Linked DNA regions of Anas platyrhynchos: all the other regions are linked to region 1. A link is a contact called in public Hi-C data. All regions are on one chromosome and are shown on one strand. Each heading gives the region's core, a stretch centred on a gene start, on an enhancer-like site or on the middle of the called end of the contact. The rest is flanking DNA. Distances are from core to core; before and after follow the strand shown. Region 1 overlaps SCFD2 (sec1 family domain containing 2). Region 2 overlaps LOC110351679 (a long non-coding RNA gene). Region 3 overlaps LOC110351679 (a long non-coding RNA gene).

Evidence for each region. Hi-C and Micro-C count contacts between places; a contact is called where the count stands out from the background.
Region 2: a Hi-C map of subcutaneous adipose tissue shows a contact between it and region 1, with 3 times the contacts expected there. The contact joins two enhancer-like sites. A contact is called at or near these places in 3 of 8 Hi-C or Micro-C datasets (F1 follicle, liver and subcutaneous adipose tissue).
Region 3: a Hi-C map of F1 follicle shows a contact between it and region 1, with 7 times the contacts expected there. The contact joins two enhancer-like sites. A contact is called at or near these places in 4 of 8 Hi-C or Micro-C datasets (F1 follicle, skeletal muscle and subcutaneous adipose tissue).

The regions. Positions count from the first base shown.
Region 1 is chr4:52,296,884-52,302,050 of IASCAAS_PekinDuck_T2T, forward strand. All of the region lies in intron 5 of SCFD2 (sec1 family domain containing 2), which reads left to right. Among named protein-coding and RNA genes, the nearest start is that of RASL11B, 43 kb to the right of the region's middle. Within about 2 kb of position 3,093, at least 1 of the 8 cell types and tissues checked has an H3K27ac peak or open chromatin away from gene starts, as enhancers often do. A contact at or near this core is called in F1 follicle, where this site is marked.
Region 2 is chr4:52,495,263-52,500,429 of IASCAAS_PekinDuck_T2T, forward strand. All of the region lies in intron 2 of LOC110351679 (a long non-coding RNA gene), which reads right to left. Among named protein-coding and RNA genes, the nearest start is that of SPATA18, 65 kb to the right of the region's middle. Within about 2 kb of position 2,744, at least 1 of the 8 cell types and tissues checked has an H3K27ac peak or open chromatin away from gene starts, as enhancers often do.
Region 3 is chr4:52,455,001-52,460,167 of IASCAAS_PekinDuck_T2T, forward strand. All of the region lies in intron 3 of LOC110351679 (a long non-coding RNA gene), which reads right to left. Among named protein-coding and RNA genes, the nearest start is that of USP46, 79 kb to the left of the region's middle. Within about 2 kb of position 2,436, at least 2 of the 8 cell types and tissues checked have an H3K27ac peak or open chromatin away from gene starts, as enhancers often do. A contact at or near this core is called in F1 follicle, where this site is marked.

The DNA.
Region 1 (5,167 bases), core at 1,843-4,342:
TGAAACTGAAGAAGGACTTTGGCATGTAAACAGCAATCTTCAGCTAGAGCTGTCACTGGTGGCTCTAGCCATAATGAAAAATTACATTTAATGCAAGTGAGGGTTCATTACATCCTAAAGCTTTTTGACATCCAGACTCTAGCATCATTAAAAGCTCATTGCTGTGACTTGCACTACGACCTGACATTCGAAGCATGGTTCCAGGATAGGTCAGGTAAACAAATGGAGTGTTACTGAAGTCATTAGGGATAAGGTGCGCTTTTCCTACTTCTTTCTGCCTTGTGGACTAGGGTCCTATGCTGGGCTTTTTAGTAAGCAATATGTAATTGTGGAAGCATTCGAGCAAATTCTGGTTTAGTAAGATATTTCACTGCTATTATTATTGAACATGGGGAGAGTCCCCAGAATGCCATCATTTCTTTGCTGTCATCAGCGGCACAACCATTAAAATCTTGATCCGTGAATATATTATATATTAATATTAAGAAATACCAGTTTTTCTAACATTAGGTGAAACCTCTTTGTTCAGTAACAGTTCGGTTTCTCAGTATTGTGTACCTGTATGCGTGCACATGCAGACATTAGAATGGTAAGAAATCAAAGTTCAGGAGTAATGATACGAAACCTATTTGGTATGTGTATATATATACATACCTAAATAGCGCTAGGCAAGCAGAAATATTGATTGTTTCATGCTCTTTTAGCAGTAATTGAAAATAGATGACCAAGGGGCTTAGAAATGCCCTTCATTTATGCAGTGTGCTGATAATTGTTTCCACCTAATGAGATGCTTTAGACCAGCAGCTGGAGAGTCCTAAATATTCTGTGCCAAGGCAAAAATCACTTACTGCATCAATTAAAGTTCAGGATAAACTTTGAAGTATATCTCGGGGCAGAAACAATAGAGTGAAGGTTAGAGAGTTGGGATTGAACAAAGACGTGACAGTCATTCAGGGTGACATAGCTGAAGGTCTAAAACATAATTAGCCTTGTAGTAGTAATAAACACGAGCTAGTTGGAAATAGTCTGGGAGAACAGTGAATTTAGAATATCTGACTCATCAGTTTTAATGGAATAGGGCATTCATGTCATAGATTACATCAGGCATTTCAATTATTTGCAATGTCTTGCAGGCCACCATTCATTTTGTTTCTTTATTGAGAGTTTTGCAGAAGTACACCAATAAGAAAAGAAGAGCAAGTATATCAGTAGAAATTCAGAGAATTCCACACAATTGAAGTAACTACAAAGGACATTAAGAAGGAGCTTATGCAAGAAAATGGCAAAGGGCAAAAAATACATATTTATATGGTGAGCAGCAGAACGGCTGAATTTGTCTTTCCTACAGATTTGTGTCTGAGGTCTACAGACATCTTCCAGTCTGCCGTAGTGCCAGCTCAGCTCCTCCTCAATGTGTGCCATGTACCCTCACCTCCCAACAAAGTCCCTCGTTTCACCCCCCAAAAATGATGGGAAGCATCCCTGTGTTATCTAAGAGCCTTTTTCATTCAGTTAGAAGCTGTGAAGTCTGACTTGGTGTGATGCAGCATAGAGAACAAGGGCTGGTAGATCAAAAAGCAGGCATAACAGCACGCAGCAAAAGTAGCAAAGCTAGATTCAAAATTCCTGGATATTTTCATCTCCCATTTATTTAGGCATCTTGGCAGGCACGACACAATCCTCTCAGATGGTTTCTGGTTAGTTCAGCACATCTCTGCCTTAAATCCTCTCCTGGAGTGCAAGTCGCACTGCCTGCAAAAGCTCTGTGAAGGAGAACTAATCAACTGCGAGCTCCCCCGGGGCTGTGACCTCTGTCAACAAGCTGTTTATGATTCCCAGGATGGATTCAAATGGATACCAGTTCTTCCTCCGCTGTGAGAAGCTGTTGACATGGTTGCAGCTGATTAAAAAAAAATCCCTCCGTCTTATGAGAGAGTAAAAGTGAGGCACTGCTTTATGCGGGGACCCTTCAGGTCAACACCTCGCTCTCTGAATGAAGGCGTTGAGGCCAACGTAGCCGGGGACATGCTGGCAGTGCCTGCCCCGACCTGGGGTAATCTGGTAGATTTTCTGCAACCAGGACAGACAGACAGACATGCAGAATGGTTTCTCTCTCCGTTTCAGCATGGAGAGCGATATGATAAACGTATGCTGCTTTTTTTGCAAAGGAAGGAAGGGAATGGACCAAGCAGGGGAAGGCTGGGGAGGTTTTCTTGCTGCTTTCCTGAGCAGGATGTCTTTCCCAAGACAGCAGAGGTCACTGTGCTCATTGGGAAGAAAGCGGTGAAACTGCGAGGCACGACGGCTATTTCAGAGCTCAGTTAACAAAGTCAGTGCCTGTCTTCCTCCAGAAAGAAACTGCTAATTCAGATTAGCTATCCTATATTAAAAATCAGCCTCATTTGGCCAGCAATGAATGCAAAATCTGCATTTAAGAAAAACTTTGAATTCGCACCTCCACTAACCTGAAGAAGGTGTTTAAAGGGATTTGAGGTTGGGGGCCCCACAAACTGATCCATGTGGCCTGGAGGACAGGAGGGAGTGCAACAGCAGCCTGTCTATGGGCAGGGTTTGGTCTTCTTACTACAGTACCAGAAAGGGTTTTAATGGCAAGTGCCATTTGCAAGGAAACCCCGGGAGGTTTTATTATTGTGTGTGTTTCTCAGGCAAGGAGCACCGTGGTGAGCGTGAGGGATTTGATGGCATGCCCTGAGTGTCGATGGTGGTGTGCCGGTGCCCATGCAGCCCTCAGGCAGACCCTTTCAAATGTGATATGTCAGAACTGAGGGTGGTGTAACACAGGAAAAAAAATGGGGAAAAAAAAAAAAAAATTGAAAATGGGATAAGCTTGTTTTTTCAGTCGAGCATTTTCTCCTTGGTCCTTGGCATGCTCCGTGCTGTAATAGCTGCTGTGTGTGTTTTCAGGTTCTGTCCCTTCTTGTCATTGCAAAATCAAATCTAAGTCCATTTTGACAGCTGACAATGAAACCTAATGTTTTCCTGCTTTATAGGAAGAAATACCGAGCTGTTTTTTGCTTGCTTGTCCAACTGCTGATTTTCTGCCTCATAGCAGAGGCTGAGAACTGAGCAGGAGAGGGCAGCAGAGGAGTGTGTGAGCACCCGGCGGCCTGGGCAGGACATTTCAGCAGGAGCAGGGCACTTGGAAGCACAGAATTTCACAGAATTTCTAGGTTGGAAGAGACCTCAAGATCATCGAGTCCAACCTCTAACCTAACACTAACAGTCCCCACTAAACCATATCCCTAAGCTCTACATCTAAACGTCTTTTGAAGACTTCCAGGGATGGTGACTCCACCACCTCCCTGGGCAGCCCATTCCAGTGCCTCACAACCCTTTCAGTAAAGAAGTTCTTCCTAACATCTAACCTAAAACTCCCCTGGCGTAACTTTAGCCCATTCCCCCTCGTCCTGTCACCAGGCACGTGGGAGAACAGGCCAACCCCCACCTCACTACAGCCTCCTTTAAGGTATCTGTAGAGAGAGATAAGGTCGCCCCTGAGCCTGCTCTTCTCCAGGCTGAACAAGCCCAGCTCCTTCAGCCGCTCCTCATAGGACTTGCTCTCCAGGCCCCTCACCAGTTTCGTCGCCCTTCTTTGGACCCGCTCAAGCACCTCGATGTCCTTCTTGTAGCGAGGGGCCCAAAACTGAACACAGTACTCGAGGTGCGGCCTCACCAGAGCCAAGTACATCGCAGTGTTTGAAAGCACATCGCTTTGGAATCGCTTCACATTGGAAGCACATCGCAGCAAGACGGAAGCCCTTAAAACTCCGTTTGGTTTTTCCAAATAAACGTTTTTGTTTCACAGGCACACTGCAAATGAAATTCAGGATTGTTTAGTGGCTAAAACTCAAGAATGCTGTTATTGATGTTGACACACGGGTTTTATTTATTGTGATAACGAGAGGACCACTGATGTCGGCACAGCCAAAAGCGAGGTAGCAACTTTTGTTCCATCTGAGGCTAAAAGGGAATATTGGCTATGTGTATTCAGGTATCTTTCCTGATCTGCAGTGTAATCAGTCTTCCATGGGTTTATATCCTTGGATTTGTGGTTGAGCAGGGGGAATGTGCCCAGGCACAGTTTAATTCGGAGGCAATCAAAGCACGTAACATGAAATGAGGAGCGCCAGGTTTGCCCTCTGCCACAGGACAGCAACTGAGCCTTTTCAAGCAGTTCTTCTGTAGAACAATGGCGTTGAAATGGCTCTGTAATCACGCACGGCTCAATGAGCACGTCAATGGGCGCCCTGTGTCTCTGTGCACTCTGCCATCCTAATCACCCCCGCCTGCTCCTGCAGGGGGTCCCCTCTGAGCTCTGCCCTTCTCTGCCTCCCCACCAAAGCAAGCTCTTACAGGTTAACTTGTGTCTGTAGGAAGATGAAGAAGGTGGCCTTCCAGACAGGAGGAAATCCTTCTTTTCTCTCCAAAAGCATAGAAACACAACTTAAGCACAGGGCCAATTCACTGGTGGGAGCGGGAGTTCGGCAGCCTGGTCTCCTGGCACAGAAGACACACTGGACCGGAGTAAGGCAAATTGGTCAGCTATTGGCAAATTGGAAGCATCCGTGCTACGGGCTCTTGTTTGTCTTCTGAGATTGACTCGGGTGATGCAATTTTCCTAGAAATTCCTGTGTTTCTTGTACTATCGAGCACTGCGTTTGCACAACTCAGAAAGATGCAATTAGCTTGTTACTAACCTGGTTTCAAGAGCCTATAAAAAAAGACTAGATCATTATTTATGGTAAAACAGATCTTGTAGGGGCCACTGTGCCCCTAGATGCTGTCCAAGCAGTTGTCAGTACAAGCTCGAGAGAAACTTCTGCTCCTTCAAACCCTTTAACATCTGTACAGGAGGCAGCATGAGGGTTCATCTTAGCTTGTCATGCCTCTACCCTGCTAATTATGAACCCCCAAGGTCACGGATGTAACGTAGAGAAGGACTGTACCGAACCAGCAAACAGACCATTAAAAAAGACCCTACTGAGCACTAGCTGCTGCATTTGTGTTGCAGCCATGGTATGGTCAACTGATGTAGGGCTTTTCCATTCACACAGCTGAATGAAGCTTCCCCATACAGTATGTGTGTGGAAAGAAACAGTAGGCAAAGGAATTTGTCTATTTGTCTTGTTTTGTTTTTTGTTTTTGT
Region 2 (5,167 bases), core at 1,494-3,993, 200 kb after region 1:
GATCTTCACTGATGAAAAGGAAGACCAGGGAGGAACCACCAGGGAATTAACTCAGAGGTTTCAGAGCAGTTCAAGTTTATTCTGTGGTAACCTGAAAGTCAGATCTAGGGAGAATTACCAATTTCAGGACGTGGTTTTGAGGAGCTATTTATTCTCCTGAGCTCAGTTACAGCCAGTCAATGGCTGTCTCCAGGAACATGGTGGAGAAGGTGGTCCCTGCAGATCTGCCCACACACCTCTTGCTTTCTGAGCTTTCACACTTCTCCCCAGCACCAGATTCTCCTAAATGATGTGGCAATTTATGCTGCTAAATCAGGTATTTTATAAGACCACCACAAGAATTACACCCTTTAGCTGAAAGGTCCTTAATATGTGTTGTTGCTGACTCGTAAGCGTGTCAGAATTCTACCAGATTTTAGGTTTTTATCTTAAATGCCTAGCCCTGGAGCCATGCAACATCTAAGAATTTCAGTTTTCATTGGGAAATATAAATCTCTAATCCTCACGATGAAGAATCCTCTTTTCAAAAGTTCAGAAACAGAAAGCAAATTATAACAACCTTTAAAAAGTAATTTTGAATCAATAATAAATACTGGTGCTGATAATATAGAATCTGAAATTAAAACACATGATTCTTTGAAGAATGTTTCCATTTGGCTTTCATCTGTGAAACATATTTATTCCAGTGGAGTGGCAATATATACTTTCTTTTTTTTTAAATAGCCTGTGTTCAACTCCTGTTCCACCTTTTTATGTTACTGCTGGGACATATATACAGCAGTTCATAGACAACAAAGAAGCACAATCATGCAGACAGGAATTCAAGACATCGAGTAAATGAGATGTATCTATACCCGCGTTCCTCAGACTCTGTCTTAATACTGCTCTAATTTTCCTGGCAATATTCCTGCCAAAGGTCACAGTCTGATTCGTAAAGACTGAATGTTGCACAAGTCCCTAGCAAGAATCAAGTGTTTAGAAATATGGAACTGCTTCAGAAGTGTTCATGTTTGACAAGACATGCATATTTTTTTTCTTTGGAATGTGTTTTTCTCCCCAAGGGAGGTGCAGGCATTAGCATATAAAATCAATACATTGAGTGTGAACTTTTGTGCTGTTTCCAAAGGGGATTTTAATGCCTGTAAAGTATTCAGATACATATACGCTTATGCATAAAGCAGTGACCTGCCTGTTTGCATTATATACAGTATTTAAGCAGAATTTTGACAGCTCATTGATGCATTGAATTGCAGCCAGGTATACGAACCGAACTCTGCAGCTGCATCAGCGAAGCAGCAGAACAGTAGCCATGAAGGACAAATTCTCTTCCTAAGACTACATTGTGTTGTAGAGACTAGGGCACAGTTTTAGGTGAACCTGCACATGCTTCACTGTAGTTCTGTAGGAAGTTTTAGGCATTACCATGACAGCCTGTATTGCACATAATAAAAGCCTTCAATTTGCACCAGCTTTACCCTATTGAACCTTAGGATTCATCCTAAGAATTAAGTATGTTCTTGTTTACAGAAACATCATATCTGATGTTTAGTGCATACGTACGAGCACACCAACCACAGCAGCTTTTCTTTCTGCTGAAGCAGAACCAACCCACTCACCTTCCACAAAATTTCTGCTAGATTTCCCTAAAACTCAGAGCCCAGCTCCATAAAAAGAATACAAAGGCACAGAAGCAAAGGATTTGCTGATGAGACTAAAAGCAATTGCCGTTTTCCAGGGTGGCAGAACTCCTGACAAAAAGTCTATTTCCATTTTCCTCGGAGGGAAATGAGAGTGGAGTCTGACCCAACAGCATATTTACTATTTCATGCAAACAAAAATAAACTCCGATGTCTAATTGTTTTCCTTGGGCCCTGTCCAAAGCGTTATGCAAGTGCATAAACAGTGAACAAACCCCCCTCAGCTGCATGCTCCTCTCCAGCTGAACCACGTAGTTTTTCTGACATCTAGTGGTGTGTAGCAGTGGGTCTTTTTCTCCAGCACTAACTACGTGTTTAGAACTGAGCTACAGAATTTTGGCAGGATGAGGCCTTCAGAAGAGCAAATTGTATAGGACAAGCTTTGTCTGCCCCAATTCACCCCTGAAGAGCACATCTGCTGCAACAGGTCTTGAGGCTTCATGGAGCACAGCACCAAACCCAGACAATGCAAGGGGTCTTTCTGGGGGCTTTATGAATGTTTTGCTTCCCAATGCGAGCTCTGAGGTGGCTTTCAGGCTTCCCCCCCTTTAAGAGCAGCTGCAGCTGGTCACTCCAAGCTGTACTATTGCTCTGGAGATCTTTTCCTCAGCTGCTGCTGGATGGGTGAGTGGAAGATGCAGATCCTTCCCAGAACTGGCTCTGTGTGAGTTCTGGGCATTCCAGATGCAGAGCGAGCATTGCAAAGAATTCAAGTGGATTTTTGCTTTCTCCTGGAAGCACATCTTAAGGCAGCATCTGGCCACTTCGCAATAGTATAGTTAATTATTCCTTGGGTACTCAAAGCTCAGTAAATGCCCGGACTTTTTAAAAAATGAACTATTGAAATGCAGCCCACTTGAAGTTCTGGGATTAATGCACTGTATCAACAAAAGTTGCATGGGGAATGTGTAAATGACCACAAAGAAATTCTTCTTCTTTAACATTGAGCATCCTGTATTCCACGTGTTTCTCATGGTTTGGACCCAGTCACTTCACCAGGACTACACATACATGAGTGAGTAATGCTGCACTACGTAAAAACTCTGTACTCTGTAAAACAAAACAGCTGGTGCTGAGCACACGATGTCCACACAGCTTCTGGCTTGAGGGGGGTCACCATGGAGAAGCTCAGTTCAGCTGCATGGTCAGGACAGCCACAAGTGGCTGCAGCACAAGCAAAGCTCCCCTGCTGCACACCTTCCAGTTTATCCTTGTCCCAAAGGAACGTACTTCACATGCTCTGAGGCTAAAACACTAATGCAGATGTATCTCAGTTTAGTTTCTCCATGCATGAGCACTTTCCTTCCCTGAGCATCAGTCATCTGCTTGCAGCATGCCAGGAGGCTGAGCCGGCCGTGCTGCTGTGCGCTGCACGCCTGCCCCTGCTCGCACCAGGTACCAGCAGCTGCACAGCCAGCTCATCTCATCCACGTGCTCGTGCGTGCTTCTGCCACGGTATTGACCTGCTCTATAAAATGCTTTCAATTTTACAGATTAAAAAAAAAAAAAAAAAAGTCAGGCTGGAGCTGTAGTTTTCCACCTTAAATACGCATAGATGAAAGTTATCTCTTCCATCAGAAAAAAAAAAAAGTGGATAACGAAAGGCTGAAAGACAAAAGAGTGTGTGAAAGTTCCCAGAAAGATGGCCCTCACTGCATACATGACTGCCAATCAGTAAGATAAATGGTGACTCTGAATTCCCCTGTCTAACCAGAGGAAAAACACAGTCCGGCTTTACATGAAGCTTGTGTCTCCCTGTACTCCTGCAGGTCTGTGGCAGAGCTGGCTCTCTGCCTTTCTAGCCCTCATTCCTTACTTTCTCCCTGCTTTTTTCTACCAGCATTTCGCTGTTGAGCTCTTTCCTTCCTTTACAAAACCAAATGGAGAAGCAATTTCCTCCTCTATCACTGATCATTACTAAGTCTTTTCAGGCAGAATCAAAGATAGATTCTGGTTTTCTTAGCCATAAGCATTCCCTTTGTAGTCAACAGAACTGTTAATGCAAAATATTTCCAAGACATAGAGCTAGAAATAAAAACTTAGCCTTTAAACAAGCTCCTTAATTTTTTCTGATGCCGGCTTATAGTTTCATTCATAACTAATGCTGTTTCGCTTTTGCTTTGCTTTAACACACTAATACTTGACAAATGAATATTACAGTGTGTTTTTTTCCCCTAAGACAATATTCTGCTTGCGTTATTACTTTATTTTAATCTGTAACCCATATGCAAGCGTGGAGTGCCTGACAGACTCCCAACAGTATTTAGGAAGATTTTTCAGAGGAACAATGCTGATGTGAGGCTTGCAACAGGATAGAGCACCAAGAATCACCTCCTTTGTGAAGAGGTGATGATTTAAAGGCTCCATTTTGGCATACTCAAAGCGCAGGAGAGTTCTCATCAGTATTCCAGCCTCCAACAAGATGTACAGATGGTGCAGAGGGAATTACAAAGTTTAGGAATTCAGACAGTGTTGCGCACATGAAATAGAGAACATACAGTACTTCGTGGTGTGCATGAGGAGAAATCTTCCTTCTGAAAGAGACCTGTCACCCTGACAAAGATGTATGGTCTGTATTGCACAAATGTCTGCAACACCACTTAAACACGGGAGATTCAATGACCCCTGTGGTACTTCTGGAGAGAACACTGTCTTACTTTTCTTGCAGGGCCCAATCCTGCTCTGCCTCCTGTCACTGCAAGGCAGAAGCCATTCCCTTAAAACACTCTGTGTTAGAGAGATATTTTCAAAATCTGAGCCACAACACTTTCCTTCTAAACAAAAAGCTGCTAACTGCCAAGCTTGCGGCCCCTCCACTTCAGCATTCTTTCAATGAGAATTGCAGTTATCACTTGGGCTCAGACATCCTCATGGACAATTATAAAGCTCTTTCCCAGCCAGCGCTGCTATCCCAATTCTCAACAGCAAGCAACTAATTTATGCCTGACACTGTGACCAAAGTATCTTACATGCAAACAGGAAAATAAGATCTTCTTCCCACTGTAAAAGCAGCATTGACTATTTCCGTAGCCTTCTGTGAGCATACTAATACTACATCCAACCAAATCACTTGTAAAAGGATTAGCAAATGAGCACCACTCTCTGGAAGCGAGAGAAATGTAGGAGAGAAATGCAAAACAAGAAGGCATGGATGAAAAAGGACACAATTTCTTCCACACTACATATCCCAAACTATGGGGGGCAAGGTTCATCCAGGCATTGGGTACTCTTAGCTCTGGTTTGGCTGAACAGGATCTGAATGGGTTTGTGTTTTTATTCATGGCCCTTCCATAAAGCATCAGCACCACTCTCAGCTATATCTCTGTAAGAGAACAAAACTAAAAGCCCACCTGACTGCTAAACCACAGTGCCAAGAAATATGCCTCCCATTAACTTTGGGACTCTTGAAATGACACCTATTTGAAATGGACAGGAAATTTAAACACTTTTTCCAAACACTTTTTTTTTCT
Region 3 (5,167 bases), core at 1,186-3,685, 160 kb after region 1:
TTTACCAAGCAGCAGATCCCTGCCCTAAGTGAGAAGACAAATTTCGGCAAGCAATCTATAATCTGTGCTGTGAACAGTGAGAGAAAGAAACATTTTGTAAGCTGTTAATTGCACGGGATGATGTTACAGTGCTATGCCTAAAGGCAAGGGTATGATGCATTTTCCTCCAGCTCACTAACAAGCACACAGGGGTTTTCACTGTGCAGCGATACACCAGGGAGGGAATAAGGAGGGAAAAATAAGTAAGGAAAATATCTTCAACTGTGAAAGAAGCTAGTCTGGCAAAACTCATCCTGCAGTATATTTCAGGGATTTATACACAATATTAGAACAGATTGAATTCAGTGAAAATTCATCCAGGGCCAGTTTCTCTGTTCAGTAGCAGGAGATGGAATGAAATTTCCATCCGTAGACTCTACTCATGTGTTTTGCTCACCAGATGTGTAATTTAACCTGCACATTTATTCCCAGATTTATGAGAAGCATTCACTACTGTCTGAGATGAAGGAATAAAACTTTCAGTCTGTTACCTGCTTTATGTTAGAACCCTTTAATGGTAGAAATTCTTTTCTAATTTAAAATTACATTTCATTTCCACTACTTACTCTAGATCCCAGAAGACTTTTGAAAATCACAACTACAGTGAATAACGTGAAGTGGAGCATGCCTCCATGATGTGGGGCTTTGGTCAATAAACACTGCAAGTTTGTTTATTTATTTATTTAGATAGATAGATACATGATTTCTCCTTAGAAAACAGAGTGCTTCTAAAATCCACTTAGACCATTATGTAAGGATTTCCAATCAGAGATCTAAGAGATTGGTAATGTGGCTTTGCAGGGTGACTACTGTGCTGGGCGACCTCCCCAGAGCCAGCAGCAGCTCCCTTAGCTTGGGAAGGCTCTTGTCTGCTCCACGATGTCCAACAGTACTGAAAGTAGGGCTAAACTACACAGAAATGTTTGTCACCTAACATTTTATTGCCTTTGTCTCTTGAAGTGAAGATCTGCCCATGGTTTTTGTACAGAGCTCATCACCATGGAGTATAAGCATCAACAGTCTCTGTTAGGAGCCTATTTATAAAATGGTTGTGGTTGCTTTGACTTCAGCATGAAGTCTGCCCTGGATTTTAGGCCCAAATCCCACTCCTATGGAACAAAACAAAAACATCTCTTTCAATCAGAAGACATTTTAGACAGAAATTGGCCCTGCTCCACATTTTACAGTTCATGGGCTGTAGTAGGAGTGCAATCAATTTTAACAAAGAATTTCATTTGATAGTGAAATATAGAATTCTTGTGGAAGATGGTCCAGACTGAAGGTGCTTAAACAAAAAATAAAGAACATTACATAAAAATGTAAAATAGTTTCACTGGATCGAACTGAAGGTCTATCTCACCTGCTGCATGCCCTCAAAACGTGCTCTATCATGCTGACTACTATCATATTAAATGAAAAAGATGGAAACAAGTCTTTATTAAAAACCACAAACTTAAGTAGGAAACCATGTTTAAGAGGAGTGACTTTTTTGTTTATTTGTTTGTTTGTTTTTCATTTTTGGGGACCTCAAAAGTAAAGCCCAATCTCAGAACTCCTGACCCTGCAGAGAGCGATGCCCAGCTGGTGAGCTGAGGTATTGCACAGCTCACACAAAGATTTGGGGATGACCCCCAGGACCCTGGGACCCCAGGATGGGGCTGAGCTCCTTTCGCTGCCCCTGCCTGCCACCAGCCCATGCCAGAGTTTGTCCCCATGTTCAGCAGTGGAGCAGGCTGCCTGACAGCAGCTGTAAAAAATGAAGCATGCAGTACAGCACACTTGTCATTACGTAGACGAGCAATGTTTAGAAGTAGCTGATTTATGAGAAATCGAGCTAGGATGATCTTCTTGGGTTTCGGTGAAACTAGACGAGCCAGCTTTACTCTGCTACATGTTTGTACGACAGCACGCTGTGTCTGCTTACAAAATTAAAAAGAAATTAAAACCACAACCCAATAAAAAGTGCTCTCTTCTTCTGAAACATGCTTTTACTGAAAGTTAAGGTCCTTTTATACTGTTTTTCATATTCTATCTCCTCCTCCATCACCCCCCCCCCCCATGCTTCTCAAGTCCATCTGAACTACTTGCCTTTTTTCTTCAGGCATCTCTGCCCCCCAGGGGAGGAACAGAGGTTGCTAGAAGGCTCCCAGCTCAACTGATCTCCCCATTATACAGGATTGAGTCTCCCAGATTGTCCTGTTGGCATAATAAGTCTCTGTAGCATGAAGATTATGCCAAATTTTGCAAACATTTGCTCAGTGCAGAAATAATTCCTCTGACCAAACAAGCCTAACGATGTGAACAATCGCCTTGTTAGAAATCACACAGTAGCCGTGACCCTTTCTCTTTGTCCTTCAGCACAATACATTTTCCAAACATGCATTTCCTTTCAGAGATTTGTGGAGTACAGGAGAGAAGGACTGCAACTCAGCAGCTCCCCTGACTGTGTAAGAAATCACTTACTCAGAGTTAAGCAAGTGGCACACTTTGCTGCCTGCTGAATGCTAACCATAGCTAATTTCAGATTTTTATAGCTCTTCAACATGAGCATGATAAAATGCCATATGGCGCTCTTGTTAACCAGGCAGAGTGTCCTAAATCAGCATGATTTCCTTTCAGGCCTGCTTGGAGAGGCCTGGATGGCAAGGCCAGGTTGCCACTTAGCCTGTGACTGGGCAGCTCACCCTGCTGGGGCTGATGCAACCATTGCAGCGAGGGAACAAATATCAAAAACTGGGACATGACCCAGTTCATGAAACCATCTTCTCTGTCTCTTGCTGCCCTCTGCTGTCTCAAGCCTGGGCAGTGCAGAGAGGGCTGTGAGCGCCCGGGGAAAAAATATATATATAAAAAAAATCTCCATCTGAAATTGAGCCACACAGACAGGAGAAGCCAGGCACAGGATCTGAAAACCTGACCGCCCTGAAAAAACCCAATGTTTCTCCCGTGTGGGAATTTATTCACACTTAGTTGGTGCGGGACGTCTGATGCTGGGTGTGATGTGTGAGCCACGCAGTGCATAGGCTTGATGCTGTGCAGGGGTCTGGGAAGGAAGACCACACAGGAGCCAAGGGGCCTGCAGTCTCTTGGCAGTTTGTATAAAATCCTACATCGCAATTGTAACTGTTTCAAAGGGTTTTTAGCACAGCAAATATAGATGCATCCAAGAAATATAAGTGAATCCAACAAGCTCAGCCGTATTACTTTCACCCTTAGCAATTGCAATCAAAGGCAATCTGACAACTGCATTCTTTCAGCGTGCTGAATTTCTCGGGTCAGCCACCTCTTTCCAAAAATGCGCTCTTTCTACAGCAACGAAACTTCTATCCAGACCAGAGCTGAATCTTTTAGTGTTATTTCTAAAACACTTTCCAAATGCATTTGTAGACTCAGAGTTCACAAGGGAGTACTCCTGTCCCCTTTATTTCAGGTGACACTTGTCCTCCATGCTCCATTATGAGGAATTTGATGGCTTGCACAAAGAGCTGGGGTACTCCGTAACAAAATGTGGGCTTCTTTGAAGGCTTATTTTGGTGCATGCTCTGTTAGTTGTGTTACAAAGCACCACTGAGCCAACACATTTTGGGGAACATGCAAGTAACACTGGAAGTCTTGGTGTAAATCAAGCTCTAACAAAAGATTATTTTCACCTGTGTATTGATTGTGCCAAGATTTTTCTAAATTAAATACAAACAAGCCATGTTAGATTGGGACTGTAACTCAAGCTACAATATACTTAGGAGACATTTGAGACTCTCCCCAAAAGACTGCCCACTGTACTTCCTCAACCACACATCTTTCCTCCCAGCAGCATTTTTACTAGTGGGAGGGCATCGGGAAATAAGTGACTCCTACAACAGCACCCACAGACCACCCAATACCTAAAACACTCTCAAGCAAAAATGATGAATCACCAATTCTTATTTAATAATCTAGGAAATAGTCATTTTTTCCCATGTTTCTTTTTCCCCCTGAAGTTAGATCAGACACTGCAAATTGTGTGGAGTGGTTCAGGGCAAGGAAATATTTTTTTATTTACAACAGTAAAGAGAAAAAAAAAACTCTTGGCAGTGTGTTCTCAGACATCCTGCAGAAATGTGGGAATTTTACAAGGAGGAAAGAATATCTGCAAGAAAGCCATTGTTGTCCTGGGTGCCAGTGAAAAGGACTTTCAGTCCTGGACCGTCGTTTTAAAAGAACTACAGGAAATCTGATCTAGTCCTTGAGGTGTTGGAGCCTTGCTGTCAAAATCTGTCACGTTTCTTCCTGTGGAAGTCAAGTGCATCCCTGACAATGGGGGAAAGCGAGAGATTGTTAGATGAGGAGGTTTTGTCACTTGGGCTGTGAACTCAAAGAGGAAAGCTTAAAACCTGTGAAGCAGATTGGGCTGTGACAAAGTGCCTGAGGAAGGAAGACTGGGGAAGCAAAAGGAGGAACTTGGTGGGCAACAGCTGAGGTTGAAGAAGCCACAAGGAGTAGGAAGAAGCCTGCTCTGAGGGCACAATTGCCTCCAGAGTCTGGAAAGCTACCTCAGTTTCACACAAAAGGACAGCACAAAAAAACTAAGAAACCAAATGTTTTCTTTTCACCCTGGACTTTGACTAGCATGCAGTGCTAGTCTAGTAGATATATACCATACATGCAGCCACCTGAATAAAAGCAAATATTGAAGCACAGCTCATTGATTTGTCTGCCAGCACTGAATGAGGCAAGGCTGCCAGGAGAAAGGAAAAATTATGTCTTGTATCATAATGTATATAATACCTAAGAGGACTGAATTACTATTACATATTTAATCTGGCATTTCCTAGCTTTTGAAGGTAGAATTTTGCAGCCTGAATTATAATCCTTTCCTGTATCTCATTTAATAAGCAATAAATATATGGGAGAAGATTTGAATTGGAGCTCCTGGGATTTCAGGTCTGAAAGGAAGGGAGGTGGATGAGATTTCTCCCATAGCTTTGGTATTTCAGAGACAAATGAGTGATACAAAAACAGCAAATGTAGATGTAGAGGCAGACAGGCTTGCCCTTGGAGCTTAGGCTTTTTATTTTGTCTTCATGCTAGTTAGAACAAAGTAGCCTTGGCCTTTAAGTACTGCTACAACACAAACAAATAATAAACATTT